Linked DNA regions of Rattus norvegicus: regions 2 and 3 are each linked to region 1. The links are chromatin contacts, called in public Hi-C and HiChIP or PLAC-seq maps. All regions are on one chromosome and are shown on one strand. The core of a region is the stretch at or near the end of the contact, and the rest is flanking DNA. Distances in the headings are between cores, read along the strand shown.

What was found. A called contact is a pair of places that touch in the nucleus more often than the background predicts. HiChIP or PLAC-seq counts read pairs in DNA pulled down with a chosen protein or histone mark.
Region 2: a contact with region 1 is called in a Hi-C map of mammary epithelial cells, with 4 times the contacts expected there. The contact joins the enhancer-like site here to the promoter of Tgfb3 in region 1. A contact is called at or near these places in 8 of 12 Hi-C or Micro-C datasets (the A7r5 cell line, frontal cortex, kidney and 4 more) and 1 of 1 datasets of contacts at active chromatin or transcription factors (oligodendrocytes).
Region 3: a contact with region 1 is called in an H3K27ac HiChIP or PLAC-seq map of oligodendrocytes, with 4 times the contacts expected there. The contact joins the promoter of Erg28 here to the promoter of Tgfb3 in region 1. A contact is called at or near these places in 2 of 12 Hi-C or Micro-C datasets (frontal cortex and liver) and 1 of 1 datasets of contacts at active chromatin or transcription factors (oligodendrocytes).

What each region holds. Positions count from the first base shown.
Region 1 is chr6:111,454,158-111,459,087 of GRCr8, reverse strand. It overlaps Tgfb3 (transforming growth factor, beta 3), which reads left to right and starts at 2,142. Exons shown (of 7, transcript NM_013174.2): 1 at 2,142-2,891. The coding sequence starts at 2,540.
Region 2 is chr6:111,254,025-111,258,341 of GRCr8, reverse strand. All of the region lies in intron 9 of Ttll5 (tubulin tyrosine ligase like 5), which reads right to left. Among named protein-coding and RNA genes, the nearest start is that of Ttll5, 42 kb to the right of the region's middle. Within about 2 kb of position 1,656, at least 49 of the 93 cell types and tissues checked have an H3K27ac peak or open chromatin away from gene starts, as enhancers often do.
Region 3 is chr6:111,211,642-111,216,235 of GRCr8, reverse strand. Erg28 (ergosterol biosynthesis 28 homolog) reads left to right here and starts at 2,168. Exons shown (of 6, transcript NM_001106749.1): 1 at 2,168-2,588; 2 at 3,740-3,875. It overlaps Ttll5 (tubulin tyrosine ligase like 5), which reads right to left and starts at 2,138. Exons shown (of 34, transcript NM_001427290.1): 1 at 1,983-2,138; 2 at 410-581. The coding sequence starts at 483.

The DNA.
Region 1 (4,930 bases), core at 893-3,392:
CTCCCCCTCCCCTGCTTCATCCCGCCCCATGAATTTACATATGCCCTTAGTGTTTTTGACTCTCTTCCCATTCTGAAATGCAAATTCCATAAAAGTTTGTTCAGTGTCTTATCCTCGGCACCTAGAACAGTGCAGGGCATGTAACAAATGCCAAGGCTATCCCTCAGGGCCAGCAATTAAGAGCACACATGGCTCTTGCAGAAGACAGGGGCTGGATTTCAGGTACCTATGCTGGGTGACTCACAATCTTCTGCAACTCCAGCTCCAGAGGAATGGCTGCTGCCCTTCTCTGATTTCCAAGGTTACCAGCACACAAGTTCACATACCCACATATGGGCACACACACACACACACACACACACACACACACACACACGACAGACAGACAGACAGACAGACAGACAGACAGACAGACAGACAGACAGACAGACAGACAGCTCAGAGCTGTGTGACCAAGAAATCTCTTTTAAGGTTTCTCCACACCTAGGTTTCCTCAAGGTAGCCCAAGTTAAAATAATGCCCTTCCAGATTAGACAGCCTGTGGTTGACATCTCCATTACCCACATGCAGTGTGGCCTTGAAAACACAACTATTCTCAGTTTCTTCAATTGTAAAATAACACATTAACATCTCTCCATTTGGGACGTTGGAGCCAGGAGGCCTCTCAGAAAGGGTCCAGGAGACTTGGAAGAACGTGGGCAGCCCGGCCTGGGTCTGGCCTAACTGATGCTGCTCAAGAGAGAAAAAGACCTAAAAAACCCTCCTGGGAAACGGGTTGGGGCCAAGTGCTCAGCCGCACTGGATGGGGAGCGGCTGGCGCGTGGGGTCGGGACGTGATCGCAGGATCTGGTGTTGCTTGCCTCCAAGCTTCTGTCACTGGCGGCCCTGCCTCGCCAGAGGGCACCCTCGGCCTTCCGGAAAGTGCCATCATTTACCCCAGCAGCAGCTGCCGGGCTCGGGATGGTCAGTGAGGAACCGCTGCCAGGATCGCGGCCGAGCCCGGTTCCACCCTGGGGCCTGGAGAGAGTGGCCGGACCGCCCGGCCCTTCTCCCCTAGCGAACCTAGCCTGTGTCCCCTGTCCGACCGGGGGCGATCCGGGACGCGGGGGAGGCGAGAGCGCGAGGCGGGGAGCGTGGACTGACAGCTGGCCCCGGCGCAGAGGGGCCGGGGTAGCAGGAGGGAGGGGGCTCGGGAGTAACTTTCCAGAAAAACAGCCAACGTGTAGCAGGAATGACTCCAAGAGGAGGGGAAAAAAAAGTTCAGTTACCACGTCGAACCAGAGGACTCACAAAGTATTTTTCAAATGGGCTCGGCTTTTCCTGTGCCTGTTTAAAACATTAAAACCGTGCAGCGAGAGAGGCTGTGTGCGCTGGTCCCTCCCTCCCTCCCCCACCCCAGGCCGATACGTCATGGGAGGGAGGTATAAAATTTCAGCAGAGAGAAATAGAGAAAGCAGTGTGTGTGCATGTGTGTGTGTGAGAGAGAGAGAGGGAGAGGGAGGAGAGGGAGAAGGGGAGAGAGAAAGGGAGGGAAGAAGAGGGCCGAGTGTAGGGGGCTGAGCCACAGAGAGGCGAGACGCGCACGGGAAGGGCCTTGCGGAGGAAGAAATAACGCTTTCCGGAGTCAGCTGCGGTGAATCGGCTTCTATTTTCTTTTTCTTTTGATTTTTTTTTTAATTCCTAAAGAGAAGCAAGGGACAGAAGCCATGGCCGAGAGAGAAGATAAGCTGAGATGCTGGTGACCCTGGGTCCAAGTGGATTATCGGAGCTGTCTCCAAGAGGCCTGCCCTCCCAGTTTGCCAGTTGTATATAATCCCTCATCCCAGCCAATGAAGAGGAGAGGCAGCGCGAACAGAGTCATTTAGAAAGCCCCCGAGGAAGTGTAAACAAAAGGGAAAGCATGAATGGAGTGCTCCCGAGACAAGTGTGTCCCGCACTGCCCCCACCTTTAGCTGGGCCTGCCGTTGCCCAGCGCTGCCTCTCCCCACATACCCACTGGTGATTTTTTTTAAACATTTTTTTCCTTCTCTTTTCCATTCGCTTTTCTAATTCTCCCTTCAGGGCAAGGCAAAGAGCTTGATTTTTGGGACCCAGCCATGGCTCTTCTGCACTTTCTTTAAAATACTCACTTTCTCCTCATCGCCAAGCGGCGTTTGGCAATATCAGATATCCGCTCTATTTATTTTTACCTAAGGAAAAACTCCAGCTCTCTTCCCACTCCCAGCTGCCTTGCCACCCCTCCCAACCCTCGGCTTGCCCTCCACCTGGCCTGCTGGGAGTCAGAGCCCGGCAGAACCTGTTTAGATATATGGACAAGAATCCCAGCGCTACACAGCACACAGTCCGCTACTTCGTCCCGGGGTTGCCAGCGCTTCCTGGGAGTCCTGAAGCTCACACAGCGCAGTGAGTTCATGCACCCTCTTGCCAAGCCTCAGTCTTTGGGATCTGGGGAGGACGCCTGGTTTTCCTCCCCCTTTCTACTGGGGTCTCCTCCTTGCCAGGCCTCCCCAGTCCCCTGGCCTCGTTCCTGGGTTCACACATGAAGATGCACTTACAAAGGGCTCTGGTGGTCCTGGCCCTGCTGAACTTGGCCACAGTCAGCCTCTCTCTGTCCACTTGCACCACCTTGGACTTCGGCCACATCAAGAAGAAGAGGGTGGAAGCCATTAGGGGACAGATCTTGAGCAAGCTCAGGCTCACCAGCCCCCCTGAGCCGTCGGTGATGACCCACGTCCCCTATCAGGTCCTGGCACTTTACAACAGCACCCGGGAGTTGCTGGAAGAGATGCACGGGGAGAGGGAAGAAGGCTGCACTCAGGAAACCTCGGAGTCAGAGTACTATGCCAAAGAGATCCATAAATTCGACATGATCCAGGGGCTGGCGGAGCACAGTAAGTCCCAATGCTTGCTGGGTGTCTGCTCTGGAGGGGATGAACTGGAAAAGGGAGTTCCACAGAGGGGGGGCCTGGTGGCCCTTATACAGCAGAGCGCACCCCCGGGGGTTCAATACAGAGGTCAGGCCCTGCAGCTGCAGCTGGGTAGGTGGGTGGGAAAGGCGCAGAGACATTCTGGTAAGAGCCAAGGGCTTCAAGAGGCCAGGAGCCCTGAAGCCAAGTGGCGTTCGGAACTCCTAGGACACCCTTGGTGGGTAGTAACTGGGAACTGTATAGTGCCACCTAAGGAAACATGTTCTTACATATCTGTGTGTGAGAACACATAGAGGTTCACTGTGAGCACGTGGGTTCTGTAGAGGGGTGGGCTGGCTGGCCCCCAAATCCTCCTGGTCATCTGAGTCTGGACATCTCCATATTCTCCCTGCTTTTCCTGGCTCCTTATACCACATCTCTGGGTCAGCTTCCCGGCTTTCAGGAAACACAGTGTACCTGCCTCAAATTTGAGTTTGTTAAGCTGCTTTTGGAAGCCCAACCGAGGCTTTTCAGTCTAACACACACACACACACACACACACACACACACACACACACACACACACACACACACACGTGACCCACGTGAGCTGGGAGGGGGAGGGTAACACATGTATATTCCCACATACGTGGACTTTTGGGCAATATGGACTCTTACATTACACAGTAGACAGATTCATATGCATAAAGCAGGGCCTCCCAGGCTAATGGACACAGGAGGCCAGGATTGAGGTTCTGGATAGCCCAAGGCATCTGCCCAAGGGATGGCTGCGGGGGTGATGGGGATGTGTGTCTGGAAGTTTCTTCCCAGGAGGCTGCTGTCTGCGGAGGAACTGTGAAGCTTCTGGGTGAGACGCCTGTGTGTGTTTGTACACGTGTGGAAGTCATGTGTGTTTACTGAATGGGGATTTAAAAAAGCTCAATACAAGAGAGAGAAATTTGGCAGATGTTGAGAAACTGACAGCCCAGGAAAGAGGAATGTAAGCGGCTCTGGGCCTGAGTCCGGGAGCTGCTCTGTTTGCTTTTCCTGCCAGCAGGTGTCCTCCGTGCCCCGGTGACTTCAGCCCAGGCCCACCTCCCAGGTGGGCAGTGCCCAAGTTGGGGTGGAAGGGTTGGCTGGAGCCAGGAGGCTGGCATAGTCAGAGTGGCCATGGGGCAAACAGCAGGAGGCTAGAGAAACCCGGCTGCAGGGAAGGAACAGGAGTGAGCGCCAATGGGTGGAGCCGCTCTCAAGGAAGATGCAAAAGGCCAGTAGGAAGCTGGTCTACACCAGGCAGAAAGAAAAGTGTAGTTTCTGGAGGCAGGGATACAGGTGTTCTCGGGGCAGTTTCCTGTGACTGGCTGGAGTATCACCTTTTCTTAGGATCTGGCTACCCATGCAGAGTCCAGGCTGGAAACTAGACAGACCTGGAGCTCCCTGCCTAGGGTCTGCTTACTGGTGTCCGTTCAGGGACTGCCTGGTGACCACAGTTTATAGAGTCATCCAGGATTAGATGGGATGAACCCTTGACTCCTTGGTCACCTACCAAGGCGAGTCATAGTAGCCACAGATATCAGAGAAGGTCACAAGTCTGAGGGAAGTAGAGGATAAGAGGGTGGCCCTGGAACCCTCACAGTCTGGGTCAGGAAGAGAGTCTGAGAAGAAGGGATTCTGAGTCACTAGGGCCCACCCTGTCTAGAGCCCTGAGATGATGATGAGCAATCCATGTGAACACACGGCTACACAGGTAGGTGTGGATGTGGATTTTGTGCAGAAATCTAGGCTACAAAAGATGTAGCCTCAGACAAAGCCAGGACAGCCCACCACAGTTGTTGTGCAGTTCCCAGGTTGTAACATCAAGGGAAGTCATGGGGACAATGGAGTAGCGGTCTAGCCTGTGACAACTTGGCGCAGTGAACAAGAATATTTTCTCAATGCTAAGGAGGAGTCAGGGTTCAGTGGGGCAGAGGCAATGCCACGGAGGCTCACAGTACCATCAGGAAGCAGGCCCAGGCACTCTGCAG
Region 2 (4,317 bases), core at 407-2,906, 200 kb after region 1:
TCGACCTAACAATAGTTTGATTCACATGTATTCTGCTTTATGATGTTGTAGGAATAATCTGCATTTTGAAGAAATTACACTTTCAGTTCTAGACGTTCGTCTTTTCCCACTCTACCAATACGCACTGGTCCTGTCTTGTGACCCTGAGCAGTGCAGCAAGCTGTAGCCAGTTGCCCACAGTCAGGAGGGCAACAACCATATACTATAGTAAACCATATTGCTAAGCTAACATTCCTGACAAGTTAGGTGTGTTAAATGCATTTTCAGAGGCTGAGAGATTAGGAGCTCAGTGGTTAAAACACTGGCTGCACTTCCAGGGAAGCTGGGTTTAATTCTCAACACCCAAGTATAAGCTCACAACCACCTCTGACCCCAGAATCTTTCTTCTAGCTTCTTTCAGCAATATGTGTATGTAGTACACTTAAATATACACAAGTAAAACAATGAGCATGAAATACAAATAATAAAATCTCTTTTAAAATGTACTTTCAACCGATGCTATTTTCAACTGAGGTGACTGGTGTCAGCCAGATCTTGATAGGCAGGCAAACGGGAAGAGGAGCCATGACTAGGAAGCAGAGAGAGCAAACGTCCAGCTTCTTCCTCATATTTCTGACCACACACACAGAGGCCTACAGGCTTTTCCTCCAGCCACTAGAGCCACACAGCCTGTGGACCAGTTTGACAAGATTCTACAAGTTCAAGGCCAGATCAGGACACGTCTACTCCAAAATTGTGGCTCTATAAGTCTCCCTTCATTCATACTGACCAAGCCTAAACTCAGAGAGGAAGACCCATAAATCCCCAGCCTCTGAGGAAAGACCAGGCTTTGCTTCCCAGGTCCCCATTCTGCTCTGCAGGGTCTTTCTCTGAATGTGCCTTGCCTTGTGCTTCCGCCCCTAATAAAAGCCTTTTGTTAACCAGCTGATTCTGTGGTCTGTCTTGAGATCTTTCCCTGCTACTACTTGCCGCACATGATACTTGAAGTGGTTTCTGTTTGTTTTTCCTGCCTTTTAATTCTTTAACTGACAGAGGAAAAGGGAAAACAAACAAACAAACAAAAGAACCTACCAAGACCCCTAGATGGTAAGAAAGAAACAGCCATGCTGGAGCATGACTCGGTGGTGATCGAGATGCATCTGCAGTGGGGATTTATAAACGGTGCTACAGCTCCTCAGCTGCTTGTTTCAAGACCTTTACCAATGTAGAAGCAAAGGGGGAAGCAACAGTCAGTGAGATCTTACTAACTTTTCTCCTGTGTACAAACAGTGGCGTGGCCTGAAGAGTCTGATGGCGGATACTTAGTCAGCATAACGGAGCCTATATATGGGAGAGTTAAGTACTCAGCTTGGCAGATATATCTTCTACATTCAGAACAAATGCGCAAACAAAGGAGATCACAATAGCAGCACCTGAGTTGTCTTTAGCATGTAGAGCTTCCTGATGAGAGGTCATGGACAATGAGACTTCATCCCAGGCATCCTTGCCAAAAGCCACTGGGTTTCATCCTGGCCTGACCTAGAAAAATCTGATGGAAGAGAACAGGAGGCCTAGAGCTCTGATCTGCTGTCAACCAGCTGCAGCAGGGAAACTGCCAGAATGCTGCAGTGATGGGCAGCGCCCTGCAGAGCGTCTGGGAGGGGATTACCAGCCTGATCCTCTGTCCTCAGAGCCAGAAATGACTCAAACTTCACAAACAGCAAAGGCCTGCCAGGGAGAGTGACAGTAAGGCTAGGAAGAACTTCTCCCTGTCGCTGGTATCTCTTCCCCCTACTTGCTGCTGTGGCAGATTCTGGACAGTGTGCAGCCAGTGAGGTAATCTGAATTCCTTGGCAATCAGCAAGTACCTGAATTCTTTTAAAACCACAGGAATCTAGCACAGAAAAGGTAAATATCCCCCAGAAGCCAGTGTTAATTAGCAAGCAAGGCTACTGAAGAAGGGCCTAGAGGTGGGGGAGGAGAGAAAGGCATTACAAAATGATCTGAGGTCTCTTCTGCATTTCCACTGGGTAATATGGCTAGGGAGGGCTGTGCTAGAAGCAGCCTTTTCGGAGTCTTTTCCCACTTCTCTGACCTAGGTTTCAACCCTCAGAACTCCCCGTGGACGTTTTCATGAGCTGGGGCTACCTTTTGTTGAGTCACTGATAACACACGTGGTTTCCAACTCAATATCTTTTTAATTAAAAATAAATTCTTGTTTCAGTGCAAATTTGTCTATTAACTTTGTCTCAGAAGGGACTGTCTCAGATCATTTATATTCCAGATTGGATCTTCCAGCAGCTGTAGAATCCAGAACAAAGTCTCTTTAGATTCTATTTTTGACACAAAAAATGTCACCATTTTGGTGAGAACAATACCCCTATCTCTGGAGTCTTTCCTACTAGGCAAAACAGCAACCTGCATGGGGACTCCACAGCAGGGACCTGCATGGGGGCTCCACAGCAGGGACCTGCATGGGGACTCACAGCAGGGACCTGCATGGGGACTCACAGCAGGGACCTGCATGGGGGCTCCACAGCAGGGACCTGCATGGGTACTCCACAGCAGGGACCTGCATGGGGACTCCACAGCAGGGACCTGCATGGGGGCTCCACAGCAGGGACCTGCATGGGGACTCCACAGCAGGGACCTGCATGGGGACTCCACAGCAGGGACCTGCATGGGGACTCCACAGCAGGGACCTGCATGGGGACTCCACAGCAGGGACCTGCATGGGGACTCCACAGCAGGGACCTGCATGGGGACTCCACAGCAGGGACCTGCATGGGGACTCACAGCAGGGACCTGCATGGGGACTGTATAGCAGGGACCTGCATGGGGACTCTACAGCAGAAATCTGCACAAGAAAACCACAGCAGCATATGGAGCAGAAGCACTACTACCAGGACCATGAGACAGCTGACTCAAGTACCACATAGGCAATTTCATTTTAGTAACTCCTCAATAATTTACTTACATATAAGAAACAGTGAGAAGGAGCTGATAGGATGGTTCAGTGGTTCACAGTACTTGTTGCTTTTGCAAAAGATCTGGGTTCTGTTCCTAACACCCACATGGCAGTTCAGGCCATTTCTAGGTTCAAGAGGACCCGACACCCTCCTCTGGCCTCTGTACATACTGCACACATTTAGTGTACTTACATATATGCAGGCAAACACTTCCACACACAAAATAAACAGTGAGTGGCTTGCTTTTTGTGTGAATAAAACAAAGACGAATGAAAGCATTAACTTATAATGAAACTAAGATCTTTTTCTGGAAAAGGTTTAAAGGAGAAAGGAATTTACACAAAATAACCTATTTCACAATGCAGTAAACTTTATAACGTGAACTTTCAATCTCCTAGCATTAATTTGAAGCTCCCAACAGAAATGACAGGGTATAAAAGTCTAAAGAAGGAAACTAATTATTTTTGCCTCTAGGTCTGTCTCTTTAGGAAAGATTATGGTTTTCCTTCTAGTCTCAAAGTTAAGCAACCTGGTGATCTCATCCCAAACTGATTACCTTCAGTTATGTCCACACAAAGCACACGTGACCCAAGATTAGCAGAAGCTGCAGGTGCGGAGGACTGCAGACGGGTGCTGGATGTAATGACACAGCTGAGTGCACTCTGAGGGCTGAAAGGCACGTGAATGCCAAGATAAACAGTGACTATTTAGGCACACTGAAGAACCCACACAGAACAGTGTGCCTTGTATATCTGGGGCAAACAGCTCAAGATAATGCCATGTGTATGCCTTCGAGAAGGATTTCACATCCACCTAGGTTTCAGGTAAACCTACCAAAGACTTAAAAATGTTTCTTTTCCTTTTTTGGATCAATGTAGACTGAGTATGTAAAAAGCTATTTTCCCATCAGTGAGGAAGAGCGCCCACTGACCATATAAATGTGTGTACATATACATGTGGACATGCTACTTCCTGCTGAAGCAAGATAACTGTCACTACATTAGTGGTTTCTGACATCTAATGCACATGCAGCCAGAGTATTGGTTTATCTGTAGCAAACCGTAATGAATGCCAGCATTGCTCTCTCCTTCTGTACTTGCACCAAAAAGATACAAAAATTATATAAAATTTTCCTGAGTGGTAATTATTAGTATTATGCTACTAATATTGCAGGTGAAACATCTTTAGAACATGACACAAAATATACTGGCATGATACCCCTGAGAAACAATGTCACCTTCTCTCTTCCAGAAAACCAAGCAGGACCAAGGCCACAAGTTGGGGTATGGCTAAGTGGAGGAAGGATAGAGGAAGCTCAGAGGCCTCCAAGTATAAAAGCACAAGCCACCGCACCGTAGGCCCAGAGGAA
Region 3 (4,594 bases), core at 919-3,418, 240 kb after region 1:
GCCTCCTCAGGAACCTGAATACCCATGGTGCACATAAACTCAAGCAGGCAGGCACACACACACACACACACACACACACACACACACACACACATGCCAGATGTAGTGGGAGCATGGCAACAGAAATGAGAGACCCTACCTCAAAAACAAAACAAACAAACAAACAAGTACACCTGAGCTCCTACCTGCACTTTACACCATCTAAAGCTGATATTCACTCACATGCTCACATGCCTGGAAACACAACAGCCCACCCTTCACATTTCTGACAGATGATAGGAAGTAAATAATATGATCTTGCTGGAATCAATCATAGATGGAAGCTAGAGCCAGGCAATAGAAAGGCAGGAACCTGGAGGTGAGTAAGAGAAACTCTCTCCCTCCCTAAGGCTTGCTGTCTGTCACTTACTCTTGGTTTACCAGGTCCTCATCCTCTGAGGATGATGCTGTCTCCTCCAGGTCCCGGGCCATCACAACTGGCATTTCCTTTGGGGTCTGTCATACAGTCAGCAGACAGAGGCCTCAGAGACCTTTCTTCCTTGCAGTCCCAGTGGATCAAACAATTTGGATGGCACAGACTCCTATAAGAAAGTTGAACGACTTCAAAGACAAGGCAGTTGCATACTTCAGGGTTTTGTGAAGAATCTTTAAGATGAAAAGAAATATATTCCTGAGTATTATCCAACTTCTAAAAGCTTACCGTCTGTCACAGTGTACATCCGTCATATACCACAAAAAACAAGAAATCTTTGTCTTAGCTTTTGGTTTTGTTCAAGACAAGGTTTCTTTGTATAGCCCTGGCTGTCCTGGAACTCACTCTGTTTACCAGGCTGCCCCGGAACACAGAGATTCGCCTGCCTCTGCTGGGATTAAAACTGTGTGACACGATGCCCATCTTAAGAATGTTTTTAAACATACTGTCTCTGCTGTATCTACAAAGCTGTTACTAAATTTGAGTTCCTCACTTGTTTTATATAGTAAAAGCAGCAGGCACTAAAAAGGATAGGCTTTAGGGTACTCTGATGTGGATAGTTGATAGTCTACATTTAGAAAATTCTTTGCTAGACAAATCTGACCAGGATCAAAATAAAAATCCAAGGTTCAAAACACTTGTGAACATTTATACAGTCTTTACCACAAGCATACAGAGTAAGCTGCTATGTTTCTAGGAAAACCAATTCACCTGAACTATTAATAAAAGGGCAGTGAAAATATTTTTCCACAGCAGGGATCACATAAATAGCTGGGGAAAGGGGAAGTCAAATACTCTATAATTACTGTTACTTAAAAAAAAATCACACATTTTAATCCGGATCTCAAGTAGACACTAAAATTAGGAAATTTCCAAATCCAAGTTTCTAACTTCAAACACTTTTTATGGAGGAAAAGTTTCATGTTCGTTGTAGAGAAAATAGAAATGTATAGGGAAAACGCTTAACCATAATGTCGCTACTCAAAAATAATCAATTCAGGGCAACTTTCCAAGCTCTTGCTTGTCCGTGTATTTACATATACGATAAGAGTCTGAATAAACAAAGCAACTGCAGCAAGCAAGCAACAGCAACTAACCCCGACCCTACACATCTTCAGCAGATTCTTTTCGGGTGATTCCTAAAGGAACTTCTCGATCTTTCCCAAAATGCTTGAGAATCTTTTAAGTTAAAACCTACAGGCAGAAAAGATGCCCACCTTTCCTTGACTTCCAGAAGCAGAACGAGAGAGATGCTCTTGAAGATCACAGACACTACTCCAAAGGAAGTCCTTGCCCCTACTGGGACTTGCCGCCAGCTCCACCCCAGCACACCCCAACCCCAGGCAGCCCCGCAAGTGCTCTGCAGGCAAGGACGCGGTGACTCTGCCGCAGCGCTCCTGCCTAGCGCTCCCGGAAGCCAACAGCTGCTCCTGGGGTCTGTGGGAAGCGCGGCGGCGCCCGCCTAGCCCTGGAGCGCATCTCCCCGGAGCGCGCTGGCGCAGGCGTTTACCTGTCTCATCTTCTAATGGCTCGGGGCCGGCAGGCGGGGACCACGCTCAGCTTCACCTCCCTCCTCCTTCCCCAGCCGGAATCAACGCAGCCGCCGAAGGCTGCTTCCCCCGTTACTACAACAACCAACAAGCAACCGCCCGCTCGGAGCCACTGCGCAGGCGCCCGCCAGCGGCGCGAACAACGCTCAGCTGCGGGCGCAGACGGATGGCGTCACCACGGCGCGCTCAGTCACCAGAGCCAACCCAGGCTGTCACCGGAAGATCTCTTGGCTCCTTTTCTCTCTGTGTTTTCCCCACCCCTAAAAGACTGACTCCAAACTCAGAGTTCCGCCACGCTCGACAGAAGGGTTTACCGCGTGAGCGGCGCAACAGGGAAAGGCTCAGGCGGCGGCAACTGCTGATTGGCAGCAAAGGGGTTCACTCCCTATCGCCTGCTCGAACTGAACCAGCCTAGCCAATCAGAACGAGAACTGACAAAAACGACCCAATCCTGGAGCTGGGCTGAGGGAGGGGGCGGGAACAAGTGGCCCAGGTGGACTTGGGACCTCCTGGGAAGCTGATTTGCGGATGCTTCTGACTCTGCTGCAGTAGTACTGGGTCGTCAGGTAGGAGAATTTGGAGCGGAATGTAGGTGATGGTATTGCAGTCGAGTAAGACTCTCTGCAAAATTTTGGAAAATGGGGGTTGCCTGGAAACCGGGGGTGATGGTGGAGGAGTCTAGAAACGGTGTCCAAGGGAGGTGCTAGGAAAAATGGAGATTTGGTAAATTCTGGGAGTGGATGAGCGAGTAGTCGTTATGAAACTGGCTCTGCAACGACCTTTAACTTTTTCTCATGTAATTATCGGGTAACCCTCGAGGTAGATGTTTATATCCCCATTTTACGGATGAGAAAACCGAGTCTGTAGAGTCTCACTGACTCGTCTGAACTCCCAGAGCTAAGTGGTGGAACTAGGATAGGAATCTACCTTTATTGGTTGCTAATTAGTATCGCATCCATGCTGAACTGGGCAAGGACAAAATTGGGGAATAAATGTTGTAAACCCCGCCCCTCCCACCACCTAAAAGCTCCACAGAGAAATCGGTTTTATTGGTAGAGCAATACAGAAATGTTCTGGTGTGTCTTCATCAGCTCTGGGATTTCTAAGAGCTATGAAATGGAAGGTGCAGGTTCTACGTTCTACTTGGAAGGGAGTGTGTGTGTGTGTGTGTGTGTGTGTGTGTGTGTGTGTGTGTGGTGTGCATGTGAGTGCCACACAGCTTTTTAACTAACCCAAGCTGGTGTTGAGAGGAGAAAATAAGAGAGGTAGATCTTGGCATATGCTGTGAGTGCCTGTGAAGATCAGCGCACTCCACCACCTCTAGGCCAAAACAGTCTGTTTGAGACCTCTTTCCTCAGGATCCACCCCTTAACTCCTGGAGCCCTTTTTAGTTGTTTTTTGTTGTTGTTGTTGTTTTGTGTTTTGTTTTGTCACTTCAGGTGATACCTATATGTGCTGGATAGGATGGGATCATACTGAAACATATTGCCACAGTGATAAAGGAAGACTGATAGCTTCTTACAGCTTCCAGGCCAAAGCAGTTAGCCTGACAACAGATAAATGAAGGGCCAAAATGATGGTGATCATGACAAATTGTCTCTGTGGGATCCCTTTAGATCTGATGGAAATCGCTACTCAGCGAGCCTTGAGCTAAACTGAAAGTACAGAACATAGCTCTTCCACCAGCTGAAGACAGAAGCATTGCTGGTGTTTTTAGCTTCCTCAAAAAATCAGAACTTCGCTGCCCGTGGCGGCACCCACCTTTAATCCCAGCACTCAGGAGGAAGAGGCAGATGGATCTCTGTGAGTTCGAGGCCAGCCTGGTCTAGGTAGAGTTCCAGACTGGCCACATAGTAAGACCCTGCCTCAAACTAAGTAAATAAATAAGTAAAGATGAGAACTTTATCAAAACACTCTGTGAGGGAGTATTGCAACAGAGTCCACAGACCCTGGCACTAAGCCATGTCACCTAAGCAAATCACGTAGCTCTTGGCTCTGACCCCATCTGTAAAGTGGAAATACTAATAGTGCCCGCCTATCCTGATGTAGGGAGCGAATGAACTAGGATGTTAAATGCTTGGGGCAAGTATAAGTGTAGGAGGCAAGTGTTCCGTAACTATAGCTAGTGTGTGCTTTTCTTGCAACCCAACACCAAGCTGTGGCAGGTTTTGTGTTTTAAGTCTTTTAGATTGTTTTAGTTTATGAAACATGATGTGTCTGGGAGCCAAGCAGAGGAAAACTAAGAATACCAGTCAGAGTTACACCATAGCTTCCATTCAGATGCATGATACAGCTTCTACGAGTTTGGAAGGATGTGTCCAGGTGTCTGAGCAGATTTTGAATCACCCTCGAGCTATTTGCAAAGGGATGGCATGAAGAGATGAAGTCAGTGCCGATTCCAGACAAGCAGAGGGCATTCTGACTTAGGCAATACTGTGCTTTCGGGGATTGCTTGAACAAAGGTAAATGCCGTGCCACTTGCTCCAGGGTGTACTGGTCGTTCACCCTCATTAGAGTAACTGAGCATTGGCAGGAACACAGGCTTGACCCAGAAATCCATTCGACTACTTAT